Regions from separate parts of the Mus musculus genome. Here all the other regions are linked to region 4. A link is a contact called in public promoter capture Hi-C data. All regions are on one chromosome and are shown on one strand. The core of a region is the stretch at or near the end of the contact, and the rest is flanking DNA. Distances in the headings are between cores, read along the strand shown. Region 1 overlaps Gm21976 (low-density lipoprotein receptor class A domain-containing protein 1). Region 2 holds the start of Utp15 (UTP15 small subunit processome component). Region 3 holds the start of Btf3 (basic transcription factor 3). Region 4 holds the start of Enc1 (ectodermal-neural cortex 1).

Evidence for each region. Promoter capture Hi-C pulls out the DNA fragments that hold promoters and counts their contacts.
Region 1: a promoter capture Hi-C map of hippocampal neurons shows a contact between it and region 4, with 5 times the contacts expected there. The contact joins the enhancer-like site here to the promoter of Enc1 in region 4. A contact is called at or near these places in 2 of 39 promoter capture datasets (hippocampal neurons and liver) and 2 of 115 datasets of contacts at active chromatin or transcription factors (astrocytes and pancreatic cancer cells).
Region 2: a contact with region 4 is called in a promoter capture Hi-C map of pre-B cells, with 4 times the contacts expected there. The contact joins the promoter of Utp15 here to the promoter of Enc1 in region 4. A contact is called at or near these places in 7 of 39 promoter capture datasets (3T3-L1-derived adipocytes, the C10 cell line, embryonic stem cells and 2 more), 1 of 15 datasets of contacts at CTCF or cohesin (large pre-B cells), 2 of 484 Hi-C or Micro-C datasets (cerebral cortex and embryonic stem cells), 17 of 115 datasets of contacts at active chromatin or transcription factors (the NIH/3T3 cell line, bone marrow-derived macrophages, differentiating embryonic stem cells and 13 more) and 1 of 9 other capture datasets (liver).
Region 3: a contact with region 4 is called in a promoter capture Hi-C map of pre-B cells, with 8 times the contacts expected there. The contact joins the promoter of Btf3 here to the promoter of Enc1 in region 4. A contact is called at or near these places in 2 of 39 promoter capture datasets (hippocampal neurons and pre-B cells), 2 of 115 datasets of contacts at active chromatin or transcription factors (astrocytes and large pre-B cells) and 1 of 9 other capture datasets (liver).

Annotation. Positions count from the first base shown.
Region 1 is chr13:98,293,605-98,296,909 of GRCm38.p6, forward strand. The region is part of intron 3 of Gm21976 (low-density lipoprotein receptor class A domain-containing protein 1); the gene reads left to right. Among named protein-coding and RNA genes, the nearest start is that of Gm21976, 15 kb to the left of the region's middle. Within about 2 kb of position 1,692, at least 22 of the 459 cell types and tissues checked have an H3K27ac peak or open chromatin away from gene starts, as enhancers often do. A contact at or near this core is called in hippocampal neurons, where this site is marked.
Region 2 is chr13:98,261,716-98,264,762 of GRCm38.p6, forward strand. It overlaps Utp15 (UTP15 small subunit processome component), which reads right to left and starts at 1,277. Exons shown (of 13, transcript NM_178918.3): 1 at 1,160-1,277. Ankra2 (ankyrin repeat, family A (RFXANK-like), 2) reads left to right here and starts at 1,361. Exons shown (of 8, transcript NM_001271388.1): 1 at 1,361-1,761.
Region 3 is chr13:98,315,366-98,318,407 of GRCm38.p6, forward strand. Btf3 (basic transcription factor 3) reads right to left here and starts at 1,602. Exons shown (of 6, transcript NM_145455.3): 1 at 1,260-1,602; 2 at 865-933. The coding sequence starts at 1,385. It overlaps Gm9828 (predicted gene 9828), which reads left to right and starts at 1,751. Exons shown (of 4, transcript NR_137279.1): 1 at 1,751-2,244.
Region 4 is chr13:97,239,796-97,242,742 of GRCm38.p6, forward strand. Enc1 (ectodermal-neural cortex 1) reads left to right here and starts at 1,310. Exons shown (of 3, transcript NM_007930.4): 1 at 1,310-1,734.

The DNA.
Region 1 (3,305 bases), core at 442-2,941, 1.1 Mb after region 4:
GAGCCAAATTTGAGTTAGCTCTTAATGTTTCTGGCCACTCAAGTCAAAGGTGCATTTCTGGGAACAGCCTGTCACCACAGGCTCCAGGCTGAGACAGGGAAGGGGCGTGTCTGTGTGACAAGCTTTCTCTCCTTTCATCACCTTGACCAGTGACTCCAGGACACTGGCACACTGCTGTTGTCCTCATCCCAGGGACCCCAAGTCCTCAGCTGTCCACTGTTTACCTGCCTTGCTGTAAGAGACAAGAATCTTAGTGTCAAGCAACCGTTCCTAATAAACATCCCAGCCACAGTAAACAGACAGACAAACGGACTGGTGCACACACCTTTAATTCCAGTGCTAGGAAGTCGAGGCAGGCAGATATCTGGGAATTTAAGGACAGCCTGGTCTACAGAACAGAGCTAGTTTCAGGTAAGCCAGGGCTACATAGTGAGACCCTGCTTATATTAATTAATTAATTAATTAACTAATTAAATACAGTTTTACATGATCCTTGAGAAGATGGAGTCCTTTAATTTGGAAATCCACTTTAGTTATCTATTCATCTGCTCATTTATCTTATGAATGATACCATTTACCTTCATGTAGCCAGATAGTGGTGGTGCACACCTTTAATCCCAGCACTCTGCAACACAGGCGGAGGCAGTCGGATCTCTGAGTTTGAGGCCAACCTGGCCTATAGAGTGAATAGACCATGACAGCCAGGTCTACACAGGAAAGCCTGTCTCCACAAAACCAATATAAACAAACAAACAAACAAACAAACAAGTAAAATATTTACATAGAAGATTTATAACACAGTGAAAAGAAATGGAGCTTTAAAATCAAATATCTGAATCAAACTTCTGTTTCTCATGGTGTTTTTAAAGTCATGGTTTCCTCTCTTCAACAATAAAGCTAGGGATCCATCTTGGCAAGGCTGTTTTAGGGATTTGAAATAGTGTACGAAAAGTTACTGGCATACAGTAAGTACTCAATGAAAGGAGTGTGGTTGTGACCATCTTTCTATTATTATATCACTGTTGAGCCAGACAAGCCTAAGTCCAGTTTGCACATTCACCTAATGGGGGTGTTTTATCCCTAAGGCTTTGTAGATTGACAGATACTCATTCTCACTAACTTGGGGTTGACTTACACTGGAGGAGGTCTCAGTCTCTGACAAAGACTTTCTCTTTAAGCCACCACAGTCAGGCTCACCTGATTCTGTAACTAGGCCCACTTCCTTGGCCTCTGCCTGCACTCTTAGATATTGGTCTATGTGGAGAGACACCATGGCCAAGGCAACTTAGGGAAGGAAGGCATGGCACCGGAGCAGAGAGCTTACACCTCATCACAAGCACGAAGCAGAGAGAAAGCTAACTGGGAACAAAAGCCAGTGACAGCCCCAGTGATGTACTTCCTCCAACAAGGCCACGCCTCCTCCAACAAGGCCATGCCTCCTCCAACAAGGCCACGCCTCCTCCAACAAGGCCACGCCTCCTAATCCTTCTCACTTAGTTCCACCAACTGGGGAGCAAACCTGCAAACATATGAGCCTCTGGGGGCCATTCTCATTCATGCTGCTACACCTGCTAAGCTCAGTTTCAGCACAAAAAACTTACATAAACCGGTTACTGACAATTTACCCGCTGGTCCCATCTGCTGTTTTGCCATGTCATATTGACTGCCCCCCCCCTCTGCTTGCTGGCATCACACACTCAGCTCAGTTCCCAGTTAGCTTTCTCTCTGTAATATGTGGGTGTCTGTCTTTTTTGCTTACTGTAGTTGTCTTGGAAGAAGCCTTCTTCCTTGTCTTAACAAGAGTTCACAATAACTGACCCTTTACACCTCTCATCTCCACGTGTCTCTTTCTGATGGGACAATGCCAGTGTCCACAGAGATACAACATGAACTTGATGTCTGCTACAGTATGGATTTCATTTGTCTCCAAAGGGTCACAGGCTGGGACTTTGTTTCCTGTGGCGGTGGAGCTGAGAGTTTGGGGAGACTTCAGGTCAACTGTGAAGTTCTTAGCACACTCAGGGTTGGTCCATGAGATGGGTTAAGAAAACATGGGCCCTCTGAGCTCTGATAAGAAGAGGAAGTTGCTATAGAAATAAAGGTGATGTCTGAGTGGCTCTGGATTTTTGCTTCAAGATGGGCTCTCTTCCTTTCACATGCACTCCCACTGTTGTGACCTCTGTCTTGTCATGAGGTCCTCATTGGAGCTCGGCCAGTGCTGATGCCATGCCCCTGAACCCCATAGCTAAACGTGTGTGTGTGTGTGTGTGTGTGTGTGTGTGTGTGTGTGTGTATAAACACACAGTTCGTCTCCCTCCAGCACTTTATTGCAGCAAAGTAAAGTGTACTAATACAAGTCTCCTATGTCAGGACATGCCACCAGGAGTGTCCAGTTGATTCTTCTGAGGCTGTGAAGCTGAGCCACCACCAACTCACATACCAAGTGGGCAAAATTGCCTTTCCTATGAATTGAAGGGGCAGAGCTCACTCCTCAGATACAGCTGCCTCCATTGAGACCTCCTACCCACACCCACCTCAGCCTCAGAAAACTGCTGTTCTTCGGCACCCCACTGCCCTCAGCCTTTGTCTCCCTGTAAGTTTCCACCCATCCTTTAACACACCACACTCCAGGGTTCCCTGGAGTCCTCCCTCTGATTAAAACGGGCCTATCTTGTTCTTCCAGTTCCTTCAGCCTGGCTGAGTGACTCACCAACACATCTGACAGCTCTCTCTTTACTGTGAATGACTGAGGGTACCTCCAGGATCGGCTTCTCATACTTATATGTGCTGGGAACCGGGACTTTTTTGCTGACGATGAATTTTAGAGCCTTACCTGTCTAATCCTGTTTTCCAGGGGACAACAGTGATCTGGGACACTCGTTAAATATGCATTCGTGGGCATTGCCCCTGGATGCTCCAAAGTTGGGTGGAGGCTCTAGAAGTGTAAGCTTTATAAATACCCATCGGGGATGCCAGGGAGTGCTCCCGAAGGCTCAGGTGTGTTAGGAGAAGGGAAGCAGTACAAAAGGAAGAGGGGTGGGCTGGGTAGCCATTGCTGGAGGTCACCCAGCTTTTCCTTGGCAGACCCAAGTCCAGCAGCAGGCTTCCCCATCCAACAGAGCTTGGTTGTGGAAACCTGACTGGGACAATGAAGGAATAGAGACATGACAGACACAGGGACAGAAAAGCTGGGGGTCTGATGGAGGTGCACCAAAGAGAACGAACCAGAACGAACGGCAGCACATCTGCTATGTACAGCGCAGTGGAAGGGGTTAATTGGTTTCAGTTGGAGGTCCCTATAGAGA
Region 2 (3,047 bases), core at 27-2,526, 1.0 Mb after region 4:
CGACGATACTCTCTGTCCACTCTGAAAAGCCTGCACAGCCGACATCAGCAGCACCAAAGCAATCAGTTTAACTTATTCTAATTGCTATTTTGATGAAGCAGAGCAAACCAAGGTTCATTCACTTCACACTCACTTTTGCTTTAACATACCAGGAATGCCCTTTCACTACGTACTTCCTATTTAAGGTCAGCACAGGAAGTCATTCTGTCCCTCAGAAATCCCTCTCTGCCTTCCAACAGGTGTTCTCAAACACTATCAAGGGCCAGATGGTAAATATTTTAGGTCTGGCCAACCAACCGACAAAGCAGAAGATATTCTATAGTTAATGACATGGCAAGAAATTTTTTCACTAGTACTCACAAACGCATTTGTTGTTGTTGAAAGGAAATACAATTCTTTGAGGTCAAGGCCTATTTCATTTAGTTTCAAGCCAAATCACTGTACATAAGACAGTATGTTTATCTGCAAAAACCATTATTGGCTCACTAGATAAAAACAGGCACCGGAATAGATCTGTCCCAGGAATAGTACCTCCTAAGTCTATTTTTCAAGAAATGAAAGGTTTTCGAGGAAAGAAGTGAGAAGTAGCGCTGGCTTGCTAAGTTACACAAATGAAGAACAGCATTGGCGGGGACGTGCAAGGGAAGACAGAACAAGCAATGAGATGCTATGAAAACGAATGTTAGGAAAATCACTGGACCAAGTCAGGACCTAAGAAACTGGGATTCACGGAATAACAGGCATTACGACACAAGGTGTGATCAAATAAACCCTGAAGGGTACTGAGAACATGTAAGAGGGAGATGTTTAATTCTACCTGGACATAATGTCATTTCAGCGGGGTCTCTAAGCATAATGTGGCACGATGGGCACAAAAGAAGCAGAGCGGAGGTGCAGAGAGGGACGAATACCCAGCCATCCTCAAATCACTAAAACAGAATTCTGTCCTTGGCCTTGGAGAAGAGATTGCTCCAGGGACTGACAGAGGTGGCTAGGAGAGCGACTACAGAGGAGCAAAGCCTGGGTCAAAATTAAATCGCGGAGGCAGATAAGTTCAGTGATCTCCGGGGGAAGCCCCAGAACAGACGTCCAGGATGTCAGAGATCACAGTGAGGACTGAGCAGAGCCTGGGCCGCCACCGGGAGCCGCCATCGCCTACCTCCGCGGGGCCCCGAGGGTCCACCGAGGCACCGATCCCCAGGACGACTCCCCAGACTTCGCCAGCTCCCTACAGCATACCGCTCTGCAGCACTCGCTCAAAATCACGCGGACAGTCCAGGAGCCGGAAACGCGGAGGCGCAGAGGCGCGTCGCGGGAAGATGACGTGCAGCGCAGGCGCAGAAGGTTTACGACCCAAAGAACTACAAGAAAGCGCCCTGGTGGGCGGGGCCCTGGGCGGGGCCCCGGGCCGCTCTCCAATGACCCGGAACTGAGGCGATCCATGGTTCTCCGAGAGGATGGGCTACGGGGCGCTAGGGAAACAAGAAGCGATCCCTGGGAGTCGTCTCGCCTTCACCGAACGCTCTGGGCTTTTTCCAGAGGAGATAAAAGATAGGAAGTGACGTCTGGGCCCGAAGCAGGCCCGGGGCTCGGGACCGATCTGGCTAGGCCAGGCCAGAGCCGCTCTCCCGCTGAGCTCAGGGCGCGTGTACCACCCGCCTGACCGGCCCCTGTCCCCGGATCCGCTCGCCGCGTCGGAGCGGGAGCGGGTGTCACCCCGCGGCCGTAGAGCGGGAACGCCCGCCCGGACACCTGTCGCCCGTGAGACGCCTTTCGTTTTTTATAGCACCTTTGCCCCCACTGTAGGACAATTTCAAGAATTAGGAAGAACCCGAAGCCTCTGTGATTAGCTTCCATTGGGGACTGTGCCCCCTGCTTGCATTATACTCTCCCTTCCCAGGCGTCTGGCTGGCGAGCCTACCCACCCTTTCTTTCTTAACTCTTTCTCACCATCTCTGTCATTTCGTTTTTTCCCTCCCTTGTGCTTCAAGTCTTGGCGAATCAACAGTCTTTGCTTATCTCTGTAATCCAGTCTAGATAACCGTTCCCTTTTCCTTTCCTGTTCTCTGGTCAAAGACTGGTAATTCCGTCTATTGAAACCTATTGTTCTATAGGGGTCCGCAAAGAGGTGACTATTTTAACCCCATTTTAGGAAGGATTGAGTCTCGGGAAACTCGTGATTTGCATGTCTAGCACATCGAATTAGTTGGTGTTGAAAATAAATTATCAGACCCAATTAGAAAATATGGGAAAGAAACTGTAAAAAAAAAAATTGTCCAAATTAAGATCAGAAAATATGAGGCACTAGGTAGGTTTTGTGTGCGGTGGCTCCTAAGAGTGATCTTAAACCAGGTGAGGGAGGTGGTACACACCTTTAATCCCAGCACTCCGGAGTCAGAGTCGAGGCTACAAAATAAGTAAGACCTCGTGTCAAAAGAAAAAAGATCTCCATCTGGCAGTTTTTTCCCCCTTTAATGGGAGCTTGAAAGGAAGTTTTCAAGAGAATAGCACTGGACATCCCCTGGGAGAACTGGGGAGGAGAGGGGGTGGAGTTGCGGCTCAACCCACACGTGCCTAGAAGAAATTGTTCTTTCCTTAGAAACAGTTCCCATTGAGTGCTATAAACTAACTTTCTGTTCCTGTGGCCTTCTGACAAAATGTAGCAACTTTGTTATGTGATACTTTGTGTGACTGTAGTGTCTTCATGTCTCTCCTGGAAGTTTTGTATTCTTGTATTGCTGCTTACTTACTGACCTCAGTGATGGAGTTGATAGAGCAACATATGTTTCTCCGGATTCAGGAGCTTTCTTTTTCCACTGAGATGAATGTTACTCACCCATTCTACTCAGAAGGCCGTGATAAGGACCAGTGGTTTTTAAAAAGAAGTTTTTGAGATAAAGTCTCTCTATTAAGTAGCTCTAACTGTCCTAGAACTTACTGTGTAGACCAGGCTGACCTCAAACTCCCAGAGATGTGCCTGCCTCTGCCTTCCAAGTGCAGAGCTTAAAGGTGTGTGCCCCTCACACCTGGCTTGTGTAATGTTTCTT
Region 3 (3,042 bases), core at 352-2,851, 1.1 Mb after region 4:
ATTCTTTCAGAGCAGAATCCACTTGGAGAAACCAACCTGCCAACACATTTGCATTCTCTCACTGTAGCATAATTACAAAGGTTGAGGAACAAAAGACATGTGCTAAGGTAGGATTTCCCAACCTAACACTGTTCACGAATTTAAATAGGAAGGTATCCTCAAATACCCTAAAAAAGACAATTAGTCTGTTGAGCATTTAGTTCAGAAAGCAATGCAGAAGAGCAGAAGATCTTCATAATAATAATAATAATAATAAAATTACCTAATCATTAAGTAGAACAGGAAAAGCCAATACTTTCAGTTAACTTACTTTTAAAAAAAATGGGGTGGGAATGCAGTTTGGGAGTTGAGAGGTCCTCTAGCATGTACCAAAACATGTGTTGGATCTCAGGACAACTCAAAGGTAACAAAATAACCACCCCCAACATTGTACAAGTCAAGGGTACACGGTACACAAAGATTTGGCAGAGAACATACTTTCCCCCCCATTCATAAAATCCAGTAACATTTGTTTATATGCGCCATAATCCTGAACCTCTTGCAAGCAAGGCACCGTTTTTAAGTGCTATTTTCTTCTCTACTCGATGACCGACCTCACCCCTACTATCTATCTATCTATCTATCTCCTCCTTGTCTCTTAGTATTGGTCTCATTTCCCTTGGATTTGCTAGCTTTGCGAAATGTCCCCTGCCAAGCAAAGTGACAAAAAAAACCCAAAAAACCAACCAACCAAACCAAAAACAACAACAACAACAACAAAAAAAACAAAAAACAAAAAACCCAACAACGTGAGAAATGCAAACGGAACTTTGGAAGAGAGAGAGGAGAGAAAAAGAAAGGAGGAAAAAAAAAAAAGAAACTTACTTTCCCACCAATGCGCACTTGTGCCTGCAGTTTGGCGAGTTTCTCCTGGTTCATGATTGTTTCTTTCATCTACAAAGAGAGAGGAAAAAAAAAAATCCTCAGCCAAGAACAAGAACGGCCGGGCCCCCCCTCCAGCATTCCACGCTCGTTATTTCCCGCTACACTCGCAGGAGAACGTCGTCCCCCTCGGGCTGAGGCCTGGATCCCCAATTCACCCCTCCAGGCTCGCCGGGGCGCACAGGGCCCCTCGCCCCTCCCCCGCCCGGCCCGGCCCGGCCTCGGGCTCAGCCCCACGGCGACCGAGCATCCCCCGCTCCCCGCCGCCCTGCCCGGCCTGGGCCGAGGCCTCGCCACGGCCTGCCCGGCCCGGCCACTCTCCGCAGGCCTCGCGGTACCTGAGACTCCCGTCCTCGGCTTCCGCCGAGAGGGAGAGAGGGCGTCGCTTCGGCCCCGGGCCAGCCGCCCCTGGCTCGCCCTCGCCCCCGAGAGTCCGCCTGGGTGGGAGCGCCCGTCCGTCGCATCGCTTTCCTCAGCTCCGTCCGTCCCCTCCCTGCCTCGCTCCTGCCGGGAAACGCCCGCCCCACCCCCAACTCCCGGTCTCCTCCCACGCCGGCGTCCACGGCCTTTTTTCTGTACCTTGTCGGAGTGGAAATGGCGCCGCGCGGGGAACTAAGGTTCACGCTCAGGGGGTCTCGGGCAGACCAGCTGAGAGAAGGCGCACACACGCGGGGACGCAAGATGGCAGCTAGAGGGAGGCCGGAAGTAACGCGACGCCACTTCCTCCAGAATTCAGGAAGCGGAGTTGGCGTCGCCGCGCATGCGCAGCCGGGGGCCGGTCCGCGGCTGTTTCTTTCCTTTCGTCCAGCGGCGGGCCGGGAGCAGCACCGGAGAGCTGGGACCCGCGGTCGCCGTCCGCGGTCCTGGGAAAGGCCGCGGATAGATCGGACAGTGAGGCTCCCTGTAGAGCTGTGGTTAAATCAGTCTGCCCTGTGGCCACCCCGTAGGGCGTCCAGCTTTGTCCAGTAGGCTGCAGTGTCTGCTCAATGCCGGGTGTAAATAAAAAACTATCGAAATCAGCCAGGCTAATGTTGCTTTCCAAAATTAAGTGACTTGGGTGATGTAGAAATCGCGACTCAGAATGTCTAGAAAGCATGTTCGGAATGCTTTCCAGATCTCCACCCTTCAGCAATTCGGTTTATTCAAGGTTGAAACAGGGTAACAAGATTTGTAACCTCTTAACCCTTCTACACCTCTACCATCGACTCCCTGATCTCGAATCGTCATGGATTCGACCATGAAGCATTCACGATGGAGCAAACTTTACCTTGAATTCTTCCAAGATGAATTTGAGCCTGCGTGCTTGGGGGTAAAAACGTGGCTGTGAGTTAAAGTTTGCCGAACTCCAGCACGAATTGTGGTTGTCGTTTTTTTGTTTTTTTGTTTTTGTTTTTTGTTGTTGTTGCATAATTTGATGGTTGTTTTAAAAAGTGTCTCGATAAGTAATCCTGGCTAGTCTGAAGCACACAGCTATTCTCCGGCCTCAGAGCCCCTCTGTCCAATGCTGGGATTATAGTCGTCTAGCACCATTCCCAGACAAATTTTAAGATAACCTTAGAAAATCCCTATATGAAGATTAAAAAACGAAAAAGAAAAAGAGGTTAAGTGAAAATTCTGTGTGCTTAAGCCTTTTTCCAATCTTAGCTACGAAATGTTTTTGAATATTCCAAAGAGAAAGTTGTGTTAGAATTTTTAGAGAATACAATTTATCCAGAAAAGTTGCCGAAATGAATACTCTAGCTAAAATCAATTTTTTTTCCCCTTGGAAACCTTTTTACACAAGAGTTTCTTGCAACAGCGATGAGTCATTTAAAAAATCGGGAGAGACAACTACGTTGCTATGTAGAAAATTGTAACAAGTTCTTTTTCTTGAAACAACAACAATGTTTCTTTTATCCGAACAAGTAAGTTTGTCTCAGAAAACCATGCTTGTTGTCTACCCTATGAAGTACCTAACCATTCTCCAAATAACTGAGATGAGGCAACAGAATTCAGTGCTACAGAAAATATATAAAACATGACTGTGTTACATATGATGGATAAAAGGTAAAACTAGTTCTTTTTGTTTTTGTTTTTTTTTTTTTTTTTTTTTTGTTGTTGTTTTTCCAGACAGGGTTTCTC
Region 4 (2,947 bases), core at 60-2,559:
CTGCGCCGGTTTAAACCATTGCTACGCCTGGTGTCTTAAGAAAAGGAAGACTGGGGGCGAAGCGTTGGGGAGATGAAGAGGATAGGGCAAACTCCCTGGCCACTACTGAGGCCCTGCAGGTCTCCAGCCAGGCAATTCACATCGCCAAAGACCTCTCTTTCCTCACCTGCACAATAAAGGGTTTGGGCTAATAATCTATACAATTCGTCCCTACATATCTCAAATGCCGAATAAGAGCCAACTCAAAGTGTCGTTTTAGCTCCCAGCACAGAGAGTCAAAAATGAGAGTCATAAACAGTTGTGGCCACGTTTGTTTATTTATTTATTTATTTATTTATTTATTTATTTATTTATTTAGGATAGAGTTCCTTCTTTTGCTAGGCCCTCGAGACTTTAGGTGTGTGTGTGGGGTGATGGTTGTTGTTTTTTTTGGGGGGGGGGGACACGCTATTTCTTGACTGAACTCCAGACTCCACCAACCAACCAAACCCAGGAAAGGCCAAGTCTCCGAAGGTAACAGACATCTTCCCTACCAGGAGGAGGCAGCGTGTCTGCTCCTTGGAGGAGTTGGCTTTGAATCTAGCGGCCCTGGGCGATTGGTTGCGAAACACGTGGGCCCTCAGGACCCAGCTGGGGTTGCTGCGGCTCCAGCTCCGAGCGAGACAGAGTCCTGCCGCGGCTTCCTCACCAACTTGGGGTGGAGAAGGAAGCCCCCCACAAGAGTTTGGAGTCTGGCCTCTTGCCAGCAAGTAACCCAATGTCCACTTGCGCAACCTGCAGTGTTCCCCGAGGTCCAGACCTAGGCTTCTTCCCTTGCTCCTGCGGGAACTAGGCTCTGCCTGCCGCTGGGGTGTCTAACCCAGTGAGTGCATGCGGGAGCGGTGGATCCCCAGCTTGGCCTTGGCTACTCCACTGAGCATTCTTAGGATCCCGGCACCCTCGAGCGCAGGAAAGCGCCTAGGGCTGCTTTCCCCTGAGTTGGGTGCCCCAGCCCCCGACCTAGCCTTGAATGGGGTTGACCCGAGGAGGCGAAGACCCTCCGAGCCTCTAAAACTTATTTTCTTCCCGGTCCCCGAGGGCTGCAGCTGCCCGTTGCTGAGCGAGGGCGTCCGCTTTGTCTCCGTTCGCTCCCCGCCCCACTCCCCTAGTTCCTCTCCGGCTAACCGCCCCCCCCGTCATCCCCCCCCCCAGCTCCTCCCGCTCCTGCCCGCGTAGTGGACGCGCTTCCTCCCTCCTCCCCCTAGCGAGTCTCTTTGCATACGCGCCCCCTCCCGGGCGCAACTTATAGGCCGGCGCACGGTGGCCCGGCGCAGTCAGCTCCCGCAGCCTCAGAGCCAGCGGCGCGACGGAGGCGCTGCAGAGACCCGGAGCCGACGCCAGGCGGCCGCCAGCGCTCACGCCGCAACCCCGTTCCCTCCCCCTGCGTGCAGACCGCCTTCCTCCGCGGCGCGGCCGCCGCAGGCTCACTCTCCCCTGGCTAGGCGCGCGCCGGCAGACGCTTGGCCCGGCCGGGGCGCCAGGTCCGTAGCAGCAGATCCGGAGACCGAGGTCAGCTGCCTGCCGAAACCAGCCCGGGAGCCACTACCCCGGACGCTATCGCCTCCCTTCCCAGCGCTCCTTTCTCCCCGGCGATCGCCACCGCTTCCTGGAACAGAGACGCCCTTCGTCGGCTCCCTGCGGGTGACCGAGGCAAGAACCGCAGCCGGTTGTGTGCAGAGGCCAGCCGCCACTACTGTAAGTTTGCCCTGCAACCCCAAACCTGTTGCGGGCGCCCGGGTTTCGGGCGGTGGGAGTCGGCCGCGGGGTGTGCTTGGGAGCATCGAGCCGGCGCCCGCCACCCTGGCTGAGGCTTAAGCCCAGGAGGTGCTCTCGAGGCAGAACAGTCGCTGGAGTGGGAACGGCACTGGGAGAGCAACTTGCCTCCCCTCTGCGGTGTAACGCCCGGGCAAGTATCGGTGGGTGCGAGGAACCAGGTTGGGGATAATATCCCGGCTCCTAGCAGTCTCCAGGAAGCCCAGCGCGTGGGATCGGTTCCCCAGGGTGCCTCGTAGCCGGCTTTGGGGGGCGGTGGAGGCCATGCGCAGACCTCCTCCTGCGGCCACTTGACTGCAGCCAAATGAATGAAAACTGGTTCCTGAAAAACGAGTTTCTTCTCCTGCAAGCTTTTGCCTTTTAGAATGACATTATTAATTTCAAAGGCTAGGTAGGAATTGGTGGGCGGGGTGGAGATGAAACAGTGGACTTGGACTTGTAATTTGGTGTCGTCCTCACTGGCATGTCCAGCGTGTTGAGAGTAGCCGTTGCAAGTGTTGGAGGGGACGGCGTGGCCAAGAGCTATTTTGGTAAACATCTTTATAGTGTGGCTCCGTTGTTGTCAGTAATGTGAGTGCTTGGGAACGTCTGCCTGGCTTCTTTGCTCGTGGGATCGAGATCAGGCTTAACCAGGAGAGAGATGGAGGTGCTCCCAGTGTTGGAGGCAGACGTCCTGCCTGGAAGCAGCAGGAAGTGAACTGAAGTCACTGAACTAGGTGCCCTTTTGATGTTCACAGTAATAGCAGTCTTTTTCTCTGCCTTCTTTGTAGACGCAAGTTAAGTATATGTGTGCATTTTGGGGGTCATTTCCTTAGCATGCAGATTTATGTCTCTGGGGTCTTTAAAAAATGTTGGAAAGGATGATTCGTTTTATGTTGAAGGTGTTTTTTGTATAACCGTATGTATAAATTATGTCTGGATATTTTGATGTTTGCATGATTCTAAACCAGAGAGCACGTTGTCTCCCTAGGGTCTTCAGGAGCACCTTTTGTTTTAATCATACAGTGGTTGCAAGATGAGAGATTGTGACAGTGACATTCTCTCCCAGTGGGATGGGATCCAAGGTGACAGGTTAGACTCTGCCTCCTGGTTTTCTGGGGGAGACTTAGAAAACACAGCAGCATAAACACAGGAT